Regions from separate parts of the Mus musculus genome. Here regions 1 and 2 are each linked to region 3. The links are chromatin contacts, called in public HiChIP or PLAC-seq and Micro-C maps. All regions are on one chromosome and are shown on one strand. Each heading gives the region's core, a stretch centred on a gene start, on an enhancer-like site or on the middle of the called end of the contact. The rest is flanking DNA. Distances are from core to core; before and after follow the strand shown.

The links. A called contact is a pair of places that touch in the nucleus more often than the background predicts. HiChIP or PLAC-seq counts read pairs in DNA pulled down with a chosen protein or histone mark.
Region 1: an HNF4G HiChIP or PLAC-seq map of pancreatic cancer cells shows a contact between it and region 3. The contact joins two enhancer-like sites. A contact is called at or near these places in 1 of 484 Hi-C or Micro-C datasets (bone marrow-derived macrophages), 1 of 115 datasets of contacts at active chromatin or transcription factors (pancreatic cancer cells) and 3 of 9 other capture datasets (adipose tissue, liver and pancreatic islet).
Region 2: a contact with region 3 is called in a Micro-C map of macrophages, with 3 times the contacts expected there. The contact joins two enhancer-like sites. A contact is called at or near these places in 2 of 484 Hi-C or Micro-C datasets (bone marrow-derived macrophages and macrophages), 1 of 115 datasets of contacts at active chromatin or transcription factors (heart atrium) and 3 of 9 other capture datasets (adipose tissue, liver and pancreatic islet).

The regions. Positions count from the first base shown.
Region 1 is chr5:5,298,665-5,301,990 of GRCm38.p6, reverse strand. The region is part of intron 2 of Cdk14 (cyclin-dependent kinase 14); the gene reads left to right. Among named protein-coding and RNA genes, the nearest start is that of Gm30151, 70 kb to the left of the region's middle. Within about 2 kb of position 1,705, at least 25 of the 459 cell types and tissues checked have an H3K27ac peak or open chromatin away from gene starts, as enhancers often do. A contact at or near this core is called in pancreatic cancer cells, where this site is marked.
Region 2 is chr5:5,319,382-5,322,951 of GRCm38.p6, reverse strand. The region is part of intron 2 of Cdk14 (cyclin-dependent kinase 14); the gene reads left to right. Among named protein-coding and RNA genes, the nearest start is that of Gm30151, 50 kb to the left of the region's middle. Within about 2 kb of position 2,306, at least 123 of the 459 cell types and tissues checked have an H3K27ac peak or open chromatin away from gene starts, as enhancers often do. A contact at or near this core is called in adipose tissue, bone marrow-derived macrophages and macrophages, where this site is marked.
Region 3 is chr5:5,418,525-5,422,188 of GRCm38.p6, reverse strand. No RefSeq gene overlaps it. Among named protein-coding and RNA genes, the nearest start is that of Cdk14, 40 kb to the right of the region's middle. Within about 2 kb of position 1,863, at least 179 of the 459 cell types and tissues checked have an H3K27ac peak or open chromatin away from gene starts, as enhancers often do. A contact at or near this core is called in adipose tissue, bone marrow-derived macrophages, macrophages and 1 more, where this site is marked.

The sequences.
Region 1 (3,326 bases), core at 456-2,955, 120 kb after region 3:
ACTTATCAAGGAAGTGCCTACTGAGCACCCACGGCTTGCCTCGGACTCGGTGGGGCACCAGCTCTTCAGTGATCAGCAGCACAGACACAGATCCCCGCCTTTGTTGGCTTTGCATTTCAGTGAGGAGAAGGGTTGGGAGACATTGCTGTCCACCCAGCATATTAATACACTCGTTTAGAAGAAAGAAATGTATCCGAGGAGACAGGTAGTGGCGGCGGCCCAGGAGGGCATCTGCGAGGAAAGGATTTTAGCCAAATGGCCAAAGGCCGAGAGGGATACATAGAGATGTCAGGAGAAGAACATGCCTTGCAGGAAGAATAGCCAGGGCAAAGACCCTGTTGTTCTTGTAGGACGGGGTGGGGTGGGGTGTCAGTGAGTGAGGTGATAGTGACCAGATGTGCTACATGCCACTCATAGATATGTCAAGGTCTTTGAATAAAAAAGTAACAAGGCACAGAGAAAACCAGGGAGCCAGCCCTACATCCTGTTTCCCCCCCCTTCTAGCTGTGTATCAAATTTGTTTTTTTTTTTTTAAATGTGCTTCAAGTTTTCAATATTTAAAAAAAAATTAAGTCAAGGTGATGCACTCAGGTACATGTTTATGATTTATTGTTTAATTTATAAGCAGATATTTTAGGATGTCATTCTAAATTGGTTGCATTGCTATTTAATTTGGAAGCAAGTAAGAGAAGAGCTCATTAGATTCAGTGGCTTGACACATACTTAAATGCTCAATGTAACAATCAGAAATGGCGAGCCTTGTGGTTTGTAATCACGTTGCAGCAATCCAAGCTGCTGCTGCTGAACCCCAAAGCTTAGTTCCCTCTATCTGCCCATCCTGCACCCCCAATATTATCAGTTCCTCAAAACTTACCATGAAGCTTGGGCTGCTTGTAATGCTTAATGTCAGATTCATTCTTTTTGAGGGGTTGGGGAGGTCAATTGTACCTTAAAATCAGGCTTCCAAAGTCCTGTGATCATTTTCAAAGTCTTACTGTGCTATAAACGGTTTCTTGTTTGCTTATTTAAAGACAGTGGGGTGCTGTTTTAAATCACGATTTCAGTTCTATTGTGAAAATACACCCTACTAGGCACTTAAGGGGGGGGACTCTCTCTTTTATAGTTACCTAGGAGGAACCCATTGAGTGACTCCACCTTGTGGGCATGATGGAAGAGAATACATAATGTACTTTGCTGAGAGCTGCCCTTTCTTATGAGCCCAGCAGCTGCTGTGCTCATACGTAGATGCATAGGTAATCAGAGTTAACTCAAGTTAGTGCATAAGAAGATGGGGCGGAGGGGGCTGTTCCATTTGTATAACATTTGTGAATCTTGTGCCTTTGTGTCATGGAAGTTGGGGATGAGAACTAGTTTTGGGAAGGTCAGGTCTCTGTGGGTTACAAATCAGTGCCCTACTTCATCAAGTGTTATTGTTTTAGGTTGCCAGGGAAATGGATTAGGAAGATGCCCACTGGTACTAGCTGTGTGGCTGGCAGGCAGCTGGTCCCTGTGTGTCTCTTGGGTAGAGTCAACAGTTGGGTCAGAGAGGCTGTGACTCAGCGAGTGTAAACATTTGTTTAGTTTAAATGATTAGCAGAGCTCCTGCCTGGTTATTAGCTGATGATAAGGGTAATGTGGGGGCAAGTCACAGTTCTCTCCTGGCTGGAGAGCAGTGGTATTAGATGCATATGCTGCAGTGTTAGGATGAAACAAAGATGCTGGGTTCTAAGAGGGACCAGGAGAGGTGTGGAGGTGTTAGTTTGCCAGACTCATGCTTTGGGAAATTGGGTGAGTTAGTTTGCCTACACATAGGTAGGCAAGGGAACAAAAGGCCCCATGCTAAAGTTTAAGAAATAAAAAATAGCTGGGTGGTGGTGGTGCATGTCTGTAATCTCACAGTGGATCTGTGATTTTGAAGCCAGCTTGCATCCCGAGCTTTTGTCCCCACTGGCAACAACACGCTCAGGACAACCGGAATCTTCTGCGGCAAAAGCTTTATTGCTTACTTCTTCAGGAGCAAGAGGAGAAGAGAGACGAATGGCAAAACCCTGTCCCTTTTGTGGAGGATTGTCCTTCGCCTCAGACGTGTCGCTCCCTGATTGGCTGCAGCCCATCGACCGAGTTGTCGTCACGGGAAGGCAGAGCACATGGAGTGGAAAACTACCTGGCACATGCGCAGATTATTTGTTTACTACTTAGAACACAGGATGTCGGCGCCATCTTGTAATGGTGAATGTGAGGGCGGCTCCTCACAAGCTTGATCTACAGAGAGAGTTCCAGGATAGCCAGGATGACAGAAAAACCCTGTCTCAAGAAAACCCCAAACAAACAATGAACAAGAAAGAGAAAGAGAGGAGGAGAAGGGGGAGGGAGAGAGAGGAAGAGGAGGAGGAGGAGGGAGAGGAGGTAAAGGAAGAGGAGGAGGAGGAGGAGGTAGAGGAGGAGGAGGAAGAGGAGGAGGTGGAGGTAGAGGAGGAGGAGGAGGTAGAGGAGGAGGAGGGAAGGAGAAAGGCATTACCATGTGTATTATACTTGGTTTGGGTCTTTGTTTCCCAGCATTATTGAAATGAACTGAGACCCCTCATTCCTCTATGTAATGTCCTTCTTCAGGCTGATAGTAAGTAATTACTTTGTGTTTTTGTGAGCCTGTGTCACACAGTAACACATTTCATCCATTTAGAGGGACAGGATGGGCATGGGATTTAATGAAGGGGTGTATATAAGCTTATATAAGTGTATATATAAATGTATATAAGCGCTCGCTGGTTCATCATACCTTTGTCTGCCTGCCCATTCACTGCTTTGTGTTGGGCACGGTCTTTTATGTGCCCAGTGCTCAGAATGCAAACACAGCCTAGTGCCTTGAGAAGGGTGGGCAGACTTCTGTATTCTAGATAAAAGGGACAAGAGACTAGCTGTCATTAAAACAAAAATGGAAGCAATTACATTAGGAGGCACTGTAAAGAGTCACTTGAGCCATTCTTTAGGGATATAGCTTAGGGATATGTGATCAATTTCAAATCTGTTAACTGATTGCAGCCTGAATTAAAGTACGTTGAGCTATACAGTCAAACTGAATGTTTCAAATATTGTTTCTTACACCTTACCAAAGCATTTCTATTTATTTTCCATCAATGACTTGTTGAGATAGGAATATACTGTCTCTTGAATGGCCTGTAGTAGAGGTTATCCTTTCTGAGTAAATGTGAATCTTGTTACATTGTTTGGCAGCTGTTTCTTCCGAGGACCTCTTGAAACATCAGTGTCCAGAGCAGTTCATTTTACACGAGTGTTATAGGTGCGACAAGTGTAATAGTGCACACCTA
Region 2 (3,570 bases), core at 1,057-3,556, 100 kb after region 3:
GCCACCCAGCTCTGGCTGCCTGAGGGCCTGCTGCTGGGGCATCTTCCATCTGCTGCACAGTGGCCTCCAGTGCACCAGGGGGCGCCTCCAGGCCGAGACTCATTTCCTCTCATTTTCTTTCATTTTCCCCGAGACACTTATCCCTGCCTCGCCATCTGCTTTATTTCCCGTTTCTGTTTGCAAACCCTAATTCCCTCTTTTTCTTCTTGTCCCCAGTTGGAATGATTGATAGCTTGTGTATATTAACATTTGAAGCACTTGCTGAGAAGGTCTATCTGCTGAGTGACTTGTACTGTACATAAGGATAATGGCACACGAGGAAGCATAGTTATATGAACTGAAGAATCAGAGGAGAGCATTAAGGACCCAAATAACCAGGCAGCAATGCCATTAGCGCTACCTCTGTTCTTCAGGGCAGTGGACTGACTCAGCCTTTCTATGTCTACCAGAGGGCCTGCGCACGTCTTTACTGCACACTTACCCTTTTGCAGTTTGTAAAACTCTATTTTGGGGAGGTGCATTTGGAACATGGCAGTGGAGAAGAAAGGCCCAGCTCTTGTCTGTCCAGAACCCCCTTACTGTGTGTCCGGGGAGAGCAGCAGCAGTATTAACAGTGAGAAGGGGTGAAAGCAAGTGAGTCCTGGTGCGGTAGATACTGTGCTTAGATACGTGCAGGGGGACAAGGGTGCTCCCTAGACACAGGCTTTGAACATCTTTTCCTCTTATTTAATATTTGTATCTCCAGTTAGTAGTGTTTTACAAGTGATGAATCTGAGGCTAAAATGTCAACTCATTTGCTCAAAGACATACATTGGTAGAGTGACAGAAATTAGGATTTTGACTGATCTCAAAATAGTGAAGATGCCTCTTATCTGGGGCTGCATTGTTTCTGTGAGTGTCGTGAGATGGTCTGATGTCTTCTCCATGCTGCTCTTAGCTCTGAATTGACCCACCCCTCAAATCTACAAATCTGCAAACAGTTGGGATGAATGAAAGGGCCAGTCCTGCTGACCCAAACCTGCAGGAGCCGCAGGAGACAGGGCAACAACAGGATAAGCAGGAGTCCTAATGAAGATCCTCTAGTAATGGTGTCAAGTCATGGAAGCAGAGATCTCGAACCAGACCGATGCCTCACTGCAATGGACATTTGCAAGTAGAGATGTGTGGACAGAGGACAGACTGTGGGACACACTGTGGATTTCACCAAGAAACACCTGTACCTAATATCCTGCAGCCGGATTTGAGCAGTGAGAAGAATTTAGGAGCTCAGAGGCAAGTGCAGGACACTGGATGTTTATTTCTTCTGCTCCTCTTTGTCAGTTCCTACCTGTTTCTCTATAGCTTTCCCTGTGTCTCTCTGCGGCCCGCCCTCCCTTCTCTCAGTACTTGCTCCTTGCCTGAACTTCAGCAATTCTCTCACTCTTTGACCCTCTCAGAACCATTTGCTAGTGATAACCTTGTCTGCCTATGTTTTCTTTCATTACTTTACTTTTTTCTTTTCTTCTTAACCGTTTTATTGATTCTTTGTGAGTTTCACAGCATGTACTTCAGTCCACTCATCTGCCTGAGGAAAGAAGAATTTTGGGGGCAAACTACTGATTTTCAGATGAGTAATACAATTTCTAATCCTGTAAATGGAATTTGTTGATCTGGTCAAAGCCATCGGCAAATGCTGACCTCTTACATTATTAATCACATATTTGTGTGTAAGCTGAGAATTAGAGGTGAGATGCTTGCTGATTATCTGATATAAATCAGTGTAAATACTTACCTACTTCATAACCTTACATGAGTGATGCATTTCAGAGTGAAAGCTCTATACACATTTCACATGCAGATCTGGAGTGTGACCACATCTTTGGGATGCTAATATGGCTCCTGCTTGCTGTGGAGTAGGCAAAAGGGCATTCATTCTTCATGGTTTCCTGTGGCCATTAGTAATTCTGCCAGGGGGTTGGACATCCTGGGACTTTGCCAGCCTTTCTTCAGAGAGATTGACTCATGTTGAAAGATCTTGGAGTTCCTGTGGTCTGTTAGTTCTTCTGGTTTGTTGCTTGTGGTGTGAGCCAGCACACATACATTCCCAGCTGAAAATCTAACTTGCAGGGGCTTAATTCTAGTGAAGTTACCTCAGCTCTTTTTTTTTGCATTTTAGAGAATAGCAAGCCCCTCATGCTGCTTGGGGGTCTTGCAAACATAGATTAGCCCATCTTTTTAGAACATTTACAGCTCTCAGGGGAAAGTGCTTTGCAACTTGGCAGGCATAATTACTAGTATACGACAGCTGGAATAAGGCAAACCAAATGTACCCTCTTGAAAACCAAACGCTAACCCCTTTCTTCTGGGGCCTCCTTTGCTTCCTTCAGAGGGCTTGACTGTGAAAGCTTTGGAGCTGCAATGGGGGAGTTTTAAAATTATTATCCAATGTTCCACCATAAGTCTGACCTTAATATTTTGGCATCTGAAGCTCAGTATGTCATACACAGTGGTCTAGGATCTTGCTGGACGAAGCCAACAAGTGCTTTCATTTTAGTTTGTGGGGGCTTGGAGCCTCTTGAGCTGGCCCCGCCCTGTTCCCAGGAACACTCGGTGAGCACTGCTGTCTGTGTGACTGAGAGAAAGTGAGAGCGAGGAACAACTTTCTACTTCCTTGTTCTTACTCCAAGTCACAAACAGGAAGTGTTTTTTATACTTATAACAAAACTAGCAATAATGAGGAAAATATTTTGTAGACAATTACTGGCAAAAATTGATAATTTTTTGTTGCTCTTGGATATTTAAGCCCCCTGTTGACATCAACCAGGTCACGCCACACAGAAAGTGGTATTTCAAAATGTTTTCTAAGAGATTTATTGATAAAGATTAGTGCCATAAACATTCGGTTGTTAGCGATGACTGCTCCTATGACAGTATCTCACTTCCTTAATGACTTCGTTTTGTGGAATGAAGAGACTATCATAGTTTTACATGCTGAGAGAGCTTACTCAGCACTCTGGATCATTAACTATGATCAGGACTTTGGTTGCAAGTTTATTTTTGTTTCTTGCTCAAAGAGGTGTGTGTGTGTGTGTGTGTGTGTTTGTTTTCAATGCAATTTGTTAATCCAATCTTTTCTTCATGTTTTTATTTTCTTATGCAACCCTGGGTAGAGAATGTTAGAAACTGAAGCTAGAATAAAGGCCTAAGGGCTGGTATGAACCCTGATAGTTAATCTGAATATCTTTACTTCTCTAGAGCCGTGGTGGCAGAGATGTCCTGGATCCCTGTCAATGACCATTTTATATTTTCTAGACCCGTGCTGTGTAATAGTGCCCCTTTTGTATAATTCTTACTGTCCACTCTGTAAAAGGTGGCTTTTGGGACTGAAGAACTGAACTGTTAACGTTAGTTCACTTAGGTAACCGCATGCTGCCAGTGGCTGCTTTAGGGAAGAGCACAGCTCTAGGGAGTCATTTGTTTTCCCAAGGCTTGCCTTAAGCTTTAACTAATGGCCTGCTGGACTTAGCGACTAAAGTACAAACGTTTAATTTCTGGCTGTTTTTAGTCAGGGTCTTCTGTATCTCCGACTGC
Region 3 (3,664 bases), core at 614-3,113:
GTGGCAGCAGGCGTGGCACTGGAACAGTAGCCAAGAGCACACACCTTGATCTGCAAGTGGTAGGCAGAGAGAACTAAGTGGGGATGACATGGGCTTTTGAAGCCTCAAAGTCAGTGACACACCTCTTCCAACAAGGTCACACCTCCCAGTCCTTCTAAAGCAGTTCCACCAACTGGGGAACAAGTATCCAAATGTGAGTTTACGAGGGCCATTATCATTTAATCTACCATAGCTCATTTTAATTTTATGTGTTGGCTCCACACATGTATGCATACATATATGTATATCTAGCATGGGTGTTAGAAGAGGGTATTGGGTCCACTGGGACTACAGTAATAGTAGTCAGACACCATGTATGCTGCCTGAGTCCTCCATCCAACCCAGAGTCATCCTTGGGGGCAGTGGATGAGAAAGTTCGAAATCAATGGCTCAGATTCTGGGAGCAAGTAAGACCAGGGCAGCAAGTACATTTATTAATTCTCAGGGAGCAATCTTTATACCCTCCACTTGTGTCCCATTGGTCCCAAACAAGCATGGCCTCCAAGTGGCAGTTCCTGATTGGCTGCCATTTCATCACCAATCTCTAGGCTCTCAGGCAAGTTTTAGTTGGCCCTCATGCAGAAGTTGCCTCTATAAGGCTAAGTATCCCAGATTTTTTTTTCTCACAGAATTTTGGTGCTAGTGATATAAGTTTCTACCAAGACTTCTCTTGTTGGGTAGCCGGTGTTTGTCCTCTCCTTGGGACTTCACCTAGCCACTCTGTTCCTGCCAGGGTCTAAATGTCCTCTTAGGAAGGCGCTGGTCCTACTGGGTTAGAGCATATCCTGATAATCTCATTTTAACCTTAAAGATCTTATTTCCAAAACAGTTATATTCCTAGGTATTGAAGATTAGGAATTCAACATAAGAATTTTCAGGTAGCTGTGGATATAGCTCATTCAGTAAAGCACTTGTTAAAGGAATGTAAATATATCAGATACACATGTATATATGTGCATATTATACACATAAATCTATCTAAATACATATTTATATCTATATGTTTATAAAAATATCTATCTTATATCTATCTATCTATCTATCTATCTATCTATCTATCTATCTATCTATCTATCTATTTCTATATCTATCTCTGAGAGAGAAAAAGAGAGAGAGAGAGAGAGAATCAGATGTGGTGGTGTTTGTGATCCTACTACTGGGAAGGCAGAGACAGGTCAATCCCTGGGGCTCACTGGTCAGCCAGCCTAGCCTGTCTGGCAAGATCCAAGTCAGTGAGAGGCCCTGTCTCAAGGGAAAGAAAGGTAGATATGGAAGCCAGAGGACTAACGTCCAGTGTTATTCCTCAGATGCTATAGGACTCTCTCTCACACACACACACAGAGAGAGAGAGAGAGAGAGAGAGAGAGAGAGAGAGAGAGAGAGAGAAAGAGAGAGAGAGGGAGGGAGAGGGAGAGCCAACGCCACTTACGCCCCTGTGACAGAGCTTCAGAAAAAGCTGTCACCTGAAAATCTCAGTTACAGACCAAGCCTGCATTAGACTTCCTTTCTGGGCCCTGGTCTGCTTTTCTGGATCACATTATCATCAGTAAGTTCTACTTACTATTTCTGGTCACATTGCTTTGGTCAAAGGGGAGTCATAGGCCCATTGCTGGCTATAAGATGGCTGACAAACGAGCTACATATTCCTGAGTTTAGCAGAAAATACGGTTTATTTTGGGCCAAAGGAGGCATAGATATTAGGGGACACTTAATAGAGTCAGGCTTTTATTGCTGAGATCTAAAAATATCCCCCTAAAGGTCAAGTGTTGAAGGCGTGGTCTGTGGTCAGTGTGGTGAGTCAGAAGTGACTAAAACCTTAGGAGGTGAGCTCAGCAGAGGAAGTAAGTCACTGGGTGGGGTGTGGAGGCATGGCGCCCTCGGTCCTTCCGCGGCTCTTTCTGCTTGTGCCTTTGCTACTGAGTGTGAGCAGCTCTCCTCCTCTATACACTTCTGCCCTGATGTTCCACCTCAGGTTACAGCAAGACTCGAGTGCAGTGCCACAGCACCAGGTTCAATACCGAAAGGGAAGCGGCAAGGGGAACCTGAAGACTGCTGTGGAGGAAGGGACTGAAGAGCTAGAGGTACACAGAAAAACGGAAAGAGGAAGAAGCTTTTAAAGCCTGACTCTGGCCCTTCCTGTTAGAGCTGTGCCTTAGTTCTGCTTTTAAAAACTCTAAATTGCGTATAAATTCCAGTTTGAGTTTCCGTTAAGCGTGACTTTTCTACCATATCACCCAATCACCTACCAAGCACATACTGGCTTTCAATGAATAATTCAGAGAAATGGGCCTCACTGTTTATCCTTATTGGAAAATAATTGCTATAATAACAAGTGGGAAACAAGTCTGATGGCTGCATGATAATGCCTGTTGATATTTCAGCTGTGTAGCTACAAATGAGAACTACCCTAATCCTAACCCTAACAAGTAATTTGGGCTTGATCATTGCATAACCAAAAGGTTTGCAAGCATTCCATGTCTCTTCAAATGCACCTTACTTGACTTTAAAGTTGTTTTTAGTTGAACAGAATTCTGCTGCAAGCTAAAGCAAATTATACAGTAGGCAGAACACCCTTTCCATATCAAATAGCTTTGTTCATTCAGAAAGTAGATCATCCTGTCAGCAATTCCTATGTGTGATGACTGGATTTGAAGAAGTCTTGCTGGTCATTTGTTGTCTTACTACCAAGAATGACTCAATCATGAGTCAAGCACTCATTTTCCTCCAGTTTCCCTGTGTAATGTTTCAAATGTTTCCTGTTCCTTGGCATAATTTACTGAAATGAAACTAGAACAAGATCTTTTCATCAGATAGAGTGGAAACAATTCACCATTTAGATGAAGAAAAAAAAAAACAATAGACGCCTGCCCAGACCTCACACTGTGGACAGCAGTGATTTGAGAAGGATCAGAGATCTGGAGAAAAAAGTTGAAACTGTCCTCTTTCTTAAAGCAATCATAGGAAGCTTTGGTGGTGACGATTTTTAAAGGAAAACACAGCGGTAGCCATTAAAGGGAAAGGGGCACCAAGACTATGCCTGCAGGGGCTTGAGACCTTTAAGGCCAGGCTGCTCTTGGAAAGAACCTGAATTCATCCTTAGCACCCACAGCAAAGGACTCACAACCACCGGGAGCTGGAGTCTGCGGAGCCTCCCTGCTGGGACAGGCTGTTCTTCATCTCACATAGGGGACATGGAGGACAGATCACACAGCCTGCGCCAGGCTGTTCTTCTCTCTCTCTCTCTTTTTAAAAATTAGATATTTTCTTCATTTACATTTCAAATGCTATCCGGAAAGTACCCTATACCCTCCCCTCACCCTGCTCCCCAACCCACCCACTCCCGCTTCCTGGCCCTGGCATTCCCCTGTACTGGGGCATAGAATCTTCACAAGACCAAGGGCCTCTCCTCCCAATGATGGCCGACTAGGCTGTCTCCTACTACATATGCAGCTAGAGACGTGAGCTCTGGGGGTACTGGTTAGTTCATATTGTTGTTCCTCCTATAGGGTTGCAGATCCCTTCAGCTCCTTGGGTGCTTTCTCTAGCTCCTCCATTGGGAGCCCTGTGTTCCACCCAATAGCTGACTGTGAGCATCCACTTCTGTATTTGCCAGGCACTGGCATAG